Regions from separate parts of the Sus scrofa genome. Here region 1 is linked to region 2. The links are chromatin contacts, called in public HiChIP or PLAC-seq maps. All regions are on one chromosome and are shown on one strand. The core of a region is the stretch at or near the end of the contact, and the rest is flanking DNA. Distances in the headings are between cores, read along the strand shown.

Region 1 (4,324 bases), core at 1,781-4,280, 210 kb after region 2:
AAATTGGGGGCAGAACACAAAGACTCCTCAGACATACTAAGAAACTGATGTTCCACATTTCATTATTATTAGATTCCTTTCAACTCTCCTCCCAGTGATTCTATTCAGTCACTATTTGAGTACCTACTATATGAGTATTATTTGCAAAGAAGTCTTTGCTGCTGTTGAAGAAGAAACAAGAATTTACCTCCTGGGGTTCTTTGAACACAAACTGTCTGTCAGACAGATGCTCCTTGTTCATCCAGGTCTGACCAGGTCTCTGTGGGAGACGGTTCTCAGTAGTGGTAGCTGAAGCAAGGAGAGAGAGGAGACTCAAACCAGGGGAAAGTGTGCTCTCATCACCCTCTACTGAGCAAGGACCAATGAGATCCACTTGGAGATGACCTCTCTGACATCTAAAAAGTAATTAGGAAAGTCAATCGAAGACCTCAACACACACCTGAAAGCTTTGAGCATCGTGACTAAACTGAAGAATACTAAAGATCAGCCTTAGCTCATCGTCAACAGAATTAGAAAAAAACATCAGCCTCATTTTAAATAACATCCACTGAAATGCGAGACCACTATCAACCAAAAGGATATATATAAAAGAAGAGGATACTCGACCACACACACACACACCCCCACACATGAGATCCCCATAGGTTCTTGCCTGGCTGAGCAATGGCCTGGCTCTTAGCAGGACCAGCCCAGGCTCCCTGCACTCGAGCTCGCCGTCTTTTGTCCTCCATGTTGACCAAAAAGGCTTCTGCTCTTAGCTTCCAGAAGATTTCATTGCCTGATTTAGATCACACAATAGTATCTGTTTAAAAAAAAAAAAAAAAAAGATGCTTTTTAGTTGGAGTTGTGACGGCTTGGACAACCAAGAGGTAATTATAATCTTTTCACGCAGACAAGATGGCTCAATGGCAATCATAGCTTCTACATAAAATCAACTTGTCATCACAATACCTCAATCAAGGAGCCTACTAAATCACCTGGGGATTTTTGTTTGTTTGTTTGTTTGTCTTTTTGCCTTTTCTAGGGCCGATCCTGCAGCATATGGAAGTTCCCAGGCTAGGGGTCTAATCGGAGCTGTAGCTGCCAGCCTACGCCAGAGCCACAGCAACGCCGGATCGTCAACCCACTGAGCAAGGCCAGGGATCGAACCCGCAACCTCATGGTTCCTAGTCGGATTCGCCAACCACTGAGCCACGACGGGAACTCCTTTGGGATGTTGTTTTTAATGTTTATCTTTTGTAATGCTTATTTTAGCACAGTACTTTCATTTCATTCACAAGAAAGTAAATGTTAAAAAATTCTAAGGAGTTCCTGTTGTGGCTCAGCAGGTTACAAATCCAACTAGTGTCCCTGAGGATGCAGGTTCAATCCCTCACCTTGCTCAGTGGGTTAAGGATCCTGCATTGCCATGAGCTGCAGTGTATGCTGGCAGCTGCAGCTCCAATTTGACCCCTTCCATATGCCACAGGTGCAGCCCTAAAAAAGCAAAAATAAACAAACAAAAACTAAAAAAACTAAACCCAGGATCTATCATAAAATACATTACTCTTGTGAGTCTCCCAAGAGCAGAATATTAGAAAACTATAAAATTCCACCTACGTGAACACTCAGAAATAGGCTAAGACTCAGTTTCCTAGGGCATTTCCATATTCCATTATCACAGGCTGCATCAAACTTCTATGGGAGCTTGTTAAAAATACCCATGGCCTGTCTTAGGAGATCTGATGTAGGATGGATACAGGTATTTGTAACAAGACATGATTATAAGACATAAGAGAGCATCACAAACAAGTATATAAGGACCACAAGTTAAGTGGCTCACCCTGTGTCACCCAGGAAATCAATCAGTAGTAGGCAGATTAAAGTTCAAATGTTATTGTGTTTCAGTATTCAGCTAATTAAAAAATCCACCTCATAATGCCCAGTAACACTAATTCAACATTTTTGCTAATGAAAGTTTAACCTACAGCAAATATAGGAGCATGCACAGCCAAAACAAAACAAAAACGCGAAGGTTCTGGGCACCTTCTGAACCTAAAATCCATTTCTTCATGGGTCTAAGACAGCTTTACATCTCAAGTTCTCAAAGGTAACAGGCTCACTGTATAGCTAATTTAGCCTAGATTCCCAGCCCCACCCCCAGACCTTCCGATTTCAGTAGAAACAGGCTGGCCTCGGGAATGTGTATGTATAACAAATTCCCCCTTGTACTAAGTCAGGCTTCTCGTTTAATAGGTGGGGAGAGGACAGAGGCTGCCATCTGCCTCAATAGTGAATGACAGAATCAAATACCAACTTTCCAATCCCACAAGATTTGTAGAGGAAGCCGCCGTTTGACATTTTCTCTCAACTGAGGCCTTAAAAGCTTAACATGACAATTATCTATCGCTCTTGCTCTGTTCACGGGGAAACGATGTGTTATACTTCCCACGGCTTTTGAAAATACAGCTTCCAGAGCCCCATTCCTGACCTACTGCATTTTCAGTGTCCCAGAAACTGTTAACTAACCCCACCGTCCATGCCAGGATTCTTTACCCAAATTATGCATGAGAACCTGGGGCAGTGCAGAGCAAGGGCTCTGGCACCAAAGGACTCGCTGTGAATCTTGACAGTTCTCAGCTGCAGGCCTGGGGCAAATGACTTCACCTTTCTGAGCCCGTTTCTTCCTCTGTAAACAGAGGAACCAATACTTTCCTCACGGTCGAAGTGCATATTAAGCGATCCTCGCAGGTGCAAGAGCCAGGTCCTCTCACTAAGGTTTGGCAACTTTCCCTATTTTCGACCCTGCATAAGGTCCCTGCGGTCGTCCGTGAAGGGCAGTCCCCACACTCGCAGCCCCGGGCACCTTGCGGGAAGCCAGGAGACCGCACCTGCCCTCGGAGCCGGGCGCGCAGGTTCAAAGCCGCTGGTCCTAAAACAAACCCCGCTGCTCCCGCTGCTTCAGCCTGCTCCACCGCCTGCTGTCGGGGGAACCTTGAGAGTGGAGCACCGACTCCAGTAACTGCCAACCGCAGGCCGCGGCAACAGGCACTTCCTCTGACGTCACGCGCCGCCGCTACTTCCGGCGCCACCGCCCGAAATCCGGGTAGCTCTGCATCCTCGGCGGCGAGAGGGCCGAGTCGCTGAAGGTGCAGGTGGGAGGGCTGGGCTTCGAGGGGAGCACAGAGACTGAAGGTGCGGTGGAACCCCGAGAGGGGCAGGGATGTGGCGAAGGTAGGAATGAAATGTGTTTCCAAGGTCGAGGTCCCTCTAAACATCACCCTCACACGTTCCCTTCTCCCAAACTGGAGACGTCCAAGCTCCCTCCCACCTCTTTGGTCTGTGCCGAGAGAGCGACTGAGTACTAGGGAGGGCTGGTGGAAGGGCGGAGGCATTCGGGAACTTGGTCATAATGTGCTGAAAGAAAGGATTTGACTTTTACCCTAAAAGCCATTGATAGTGTAAGGTGCACCTACTTTATCTTCCAATTGCCGCCTGTACATACCTAAGTCATAGCACTTAGCACAGGACTGGGGACCACGCCTTATTCATCATGGTTCTACAGTGCTAACAAATTTTGCTTTAGAGTCTATATGCCATCATTTACTAGGCGTATAATCTAGGTCGAGTACCCTGCTTCTGTATAAAGTGGACTTAGGCTCTCTCGGGAGGATTTAAATGAGACAGTGCATTTAAATAATTTAGCACAATGCCTGGAACGCAATGGATACTCAGTAAAGGTTGATAGAAGAGTGTCTTCCCTTCACCCCGAGTTCTTGAGAAACATCTTTAAATTAGCCATGTTAAACCAAGTACCTCACAGTGTGAAAATAGCGAAAGTAGCACTAAATGAACTACTTTGTGCACGTTTTTCTCTAAGCTCTACCAAAGGATAGGTAGTCACTGTGGAAGTCTTCAAAATATACTTTATATTATATAGTGCTACCTTCAGGAAGCTCAGTGTACCCCATCAACAACCCTCAATTGTTGCTACTATCAAGTCTAATTTCATAGCATCCATTATTCTCTGTTATACTTTGTGACATTGAAGGGAAATGATTTATCCTTGAACTGAAAGGAGAGGAAAATGGTAAGTTCAGCCTGTAATTTTTATCTCCCCTGCCCCCATCAACTAATACTGTTTCAGTGTCTGCTCCTAACTCAGGAACTTATCTGTATCTTCCAAAGGATGTCATTTCTTTCTTTTCAATGATTATCGTTTTGGAACAGGAACAAAGAAGTCCTGGATTGTCCTCAAAGTAGAACATTTCTTAAAAATCAGTCCATGGTCTGCTTGCACCCCCAAATAACCACGTCACCTCTAACAGATTTAATAGAATCGCCT
Region 2 (3,869 bases), core at 1,143-3,642:
TTGCTGAAGAAAGGAGTGTCTCTAGCCTTCCTGGTTCCATCAGGGCACATACTGTTCAAGGACCAAGTTTTGAGGAATTATACAGTGATGAACTCTGATTAATTTCTTTCTTGAATTCATTTCCAAAGGAAGAAAAAATGGCTAGGTAATTCCACAGATGGAATTTTCTGTACCTGCCCCCCCCCCCATGACCACCCTTCTCTCCTCTAACACTGAGCTTCCCTGACGAGGACAAACCAAAAGGATCTTCTACTAGTGAATGTTTGTTCCATATAATACACCAACCTGGGTTAAAATAAGAATTTCACAACAGAACCCTACAAACTTTAGCCTCCTTGAGGCACATCAAAACTATCCCTACAATGGGATCACCTGGCCAGATGGCAAGCACTGAATCACTGGAAAAATCTTTCAGTGCCACTCTACTGTCAGAATGATTCGCATTTTCTGTTCCTGGAATTATTTATTCCTAAACTTGGCCTGAGTAACCTTTCCTCGGTGCTTTAGGCTACGTCCAATCCATTTAGTTTTCTTTTCTTTCTCGCTCTCTTTTTTTGGCTTTTTAGGGCTGCACCTGCAGCACAGGGAAGTTCTCTGGCCAGGGGTTGAAACGGAGCTGTAGTCACAGGCCTGTACCACAGCCACAGCACCAGATCCGAGCTGCTTCTGCGACCTATACCACAGGTCTCATAGCAACAACACATCCTCACTGAGTGAGGCCAGGGATTGAACCTTCATTCTCATGGTTACTAGTCAGATTCACTTCACCTGAGCCATGCCGGGAACTCCCAATCCACTTAGTTTTCAATCACAATCTCCTGTCTTAACCTTTTCAGAGAAACCCTCACAGCTGAACTCCTGGGGCTGCTGTTACACTGGAACTTAACCCAACTGTTTCTGAAAAGAAAGGAATCAGATACTGGCAAAAGCAGGAAAATCTGTGATTCATTGCCTTACCTGATAAGGGTCTCTATAATTAAAGTTACATTATAGCTAACCACGCCTAAAAATGGTTTATATAAAAAATAAAGACATGTGCCCCCTTACAAGAATTGTACTATAATGAACACAATGCTTGTAATTAAAGGACTGATAACTACACATGACTTTGGCCCTGCTACACGCCAAGGTCTGTTTTAAGTACTTTGAGTTAACTTATTTCATCTTCCTAACAGTGCCATGTGACAAGCTATTATTATTCTCATTTTACAGATGGGGAAAGTGTAACAAGGACGGCTAAGTAACTTGCCCACTGTCACACAACTAGAAAATGCCAAGGCATATAGAGAATGGCAGCCTAGCTCTGGAGCCGGAGCTCTGTCTAAACCGCCAGGTGAAGCTGCCTCCCCTGCTACCCTTAAAAGCCGGAATTAGATACACCTTTCGCATTGCTCAATGAGCCAGCTGACTTGAGAGAGGCAAAATCTACCCATTCACATGGCCATATGCAACCCCATGGCTCAAGTCAGCAGAAGCCAGGAAGGACAGAAACTGAGTCATATATTTTATCACCATATCTAGCCTTTGAGCTCTGAAGTTTACAAACAAAGTCCAGTTTATCTCCTTAGGGCACTCCATTGACAAAGAAGAACTGAAATTGACACATGTCTATTTCAAGCTATCTTCAGACAAATAAGAACACTTCTAAATTAGCACTTCCCAGTAAGTAACACCAAGGAATTTTAACTTCAAAATTGTATAGATATACCTGTTTCTGCAGCCAGTAGTAAAACTCCAAATGCTTCTGACTTTCAACTACATGCCCAGGGCCGGGACACCACTGGCCACCTTTGACACGGGAGCGCCAGGTCCTGCACAGGACGCCACTGGCCACCACAGGGCCCAAAGCTCAAGAATCCCCGTGGGAGGAAGCAGATCCCTGCAGCTCGCAGGAAAGAGCAGGCAGCGGAGAGGGGTCATGGCAGAGGGTGGGCCCTTCGGAAAGGACGCCACAGGATTCTGGGAGAAAGGAAAGGTGTGAGCAAGGGAGGCAGGTGGGAAACCAAAGTGCAGGGCGGGCCAGGTGGTGAAGGAGAGGGCGGGGCAGAAGTCAAAGCGCCCCCAAAGCGGGAAAGCACCGTGAGTGGCTCCGGTGGGGGTGAGGGTCTCCTCCAGTAGCCCTCCGACCTCCCCGCCGTCCGCGCTCCCCCGGTGATAGGGGCCCGACTCCGCCGCGGCCGGGAGAGGCCCAAGCCAGCACCCAAGGCCCACCAGGCCCTTCCAGGCCGCACTTACCTCGGCCACGGCTGCCTCCTGTTGGTCACCAGCTCATGCCGCTGGGCGTGGGCCACAGCCGCCAAGGAGGGATCGTGCGGAGCTGCGGGTCGCCACCAGCGGTGTCGGCTCTGCTACAGCCAGCGGAGAGCCGAGAGCCGGCAACTGGGCTCGGCGGTCTGACACCGAGGGCACTGCGCATGCGGAAGCCGCCGGGGCCGGGCCCACGCCCTCTACTGGACGGGAGGAGTCAAGGCACCGCTGAGCGTTTCTCCTAGGCGGGCGGGAGAAGCTTAGGTTCCACAGTGAAATTCGAAGACCTGCAGCATCCCTCATAATAAAGAAACTGCAAACCTAAACACCAAGGCATTATGCGTCACTTATAAAATAGTTATAAAACTGACAAAAATTTAAAAGTTTTATTGTAATCACTATTGATGAGCATGCGACATTCTTGAAGGGCAAGTCAGCCTTATCCATCAAATGTAAAATGCTGATAATTTTCCCCAATAACCCCTCTGTATGGAGTCTCCCCTATGGATATTCTCAACAACTATTATCAAAAATATTTATTACAGCGTTGTTTCTAAGAATAGCATAAACCCAGCAACAACCAAAATAAACTATTGAAATTTTTATATTAATCAAAATAAATTATGATTAGAATAATAATGAGAGAAAGAATGTATATTGTTGGTATGGAAAGATCTCAAAGACATGTTAATATGAAAACAGTTTAAAATAGACAAGTATGCTCCCTTTTATGTAATTATATATATATGTGCAAAAACAGAAGAGAGAAAATATATAGGTAGATGCTTAACTTCAGGCATATATATCATTTTTTTCTGGAAGGAATCCAAGAAGCAATAAACAGTTTTAGAGGGATTAATTGTGGAGGTAGATATGGGGAAGAAAAACTTTCACTTTCATTTTATTTCTTTCTTCATTTCATAGTACATGATCTAGTCTTCTACTACACAGCAAAATCCCTATCATAAGACAGTGACTGGAGTCTAAAAAATTCAGTCAAATGCAGGGTAATGTTACGGAGAAGTTAATGAAATGATGCCACTGAATCTATGCAGTCTACAGATATTGGCTGCAGAATCCAAATCCATCTGGTCCCAGCTGTATCTTAGCACCATCTGGTGGAAGTTATCACTTAGAGCTTAAATATTCATGGGGATGATTCTGAGTCTAGAGACCCACTGGGGCTCCCAGAAGCAACAGAGATTCCAGGAATATTCTTGTGAGTTAATGCCTGCTTGTCACAGATCCAGGGAGATTAGGACGAGAATATTCTGAAGGCAGGAAACCCACATTCTGACTCCCCACATCAAGAGAACACTTGCTCTGCTCTCCAAATCTATATCTCCCCCCAAAAAACATTGAGAAATTTAGCATTCGTATACCACATGTGAGAAATGGATAAGTGGAGAGTATTTTCACTTTCTTCTTTGTCTTTCTCTGTATTAAAAGTATACATGTTTTGGAGTTCCCGTCGTGGCTCAGTGGTTAACGAATCTGACTGGGAACTATAAAGTTTCGGGTTCGATCCCTGACCTTGCTCAGTGGGTTAAGGATCCAGCGTTGCCGTGAGCTGTGGCATAGGTCGCAAGACTCGGTTTGGATCCCAAGTGGCTGTGGCTGTG

Evidence for each region. HiChIP or PLAC-seq counts read pairs in DNA pulled down with a chosen protein or histone mark.
Region 1: a contact with region 2 is called in an H3K27ac HiChIP or PLAC-seq map of alveolar macrophages. The contact joins the promoter of ALKBH3 here to the promoter of EXT2 in region 2. A contact is called at or near these places in 1 of 5 promoter capture datasets (liver), 2 of 47 Hi-C or Micro-C datasets (brain and liver) and 2 of 2 datasets of contacts at active chromatin or transcription factors (alveolar macrophages and skeletal muscle).

What each region holds. Positions count from the first base shown.
Region 1 is chr2:18,445,255-18,449,578 of Sscrofa11.1, forward strand. It overlaps ALKBH3 (alpha-ketoglutarate-dependent dioxygenase alkB homolog 3), which reads right to left and starts at 3,031. Exons shown (of 10, transcript XM_003353890.4): 1 at 2,871-3,031; 2 at 653-802; 3 at 188-288. The coding sequence starts at 731. LOC102168147 (a long non-coding RNA gene) reads left to right here and starts at 3,066. Exons shown (of 3, transcript XR_001306861.2): 1 at 3,066-3,213.
Region 2 is chr2:18,236,837-18,240,705 of Sscrofa11.1, forward strand. It overlaps EXT2 (exostosin-2), which reads right to left and starts at 2,393. Exons shown (of 18, transcript XM_021083158.1): 1 at 2,236-2,393. ACCS (1-aminocyclopropane-1-carboxylate synthase-like protein 1) reads right to left here. Exons shown (of 15, transcript XM_021083160.1): 15 at 2,411-2,488. The coding sequence ends at 2,448.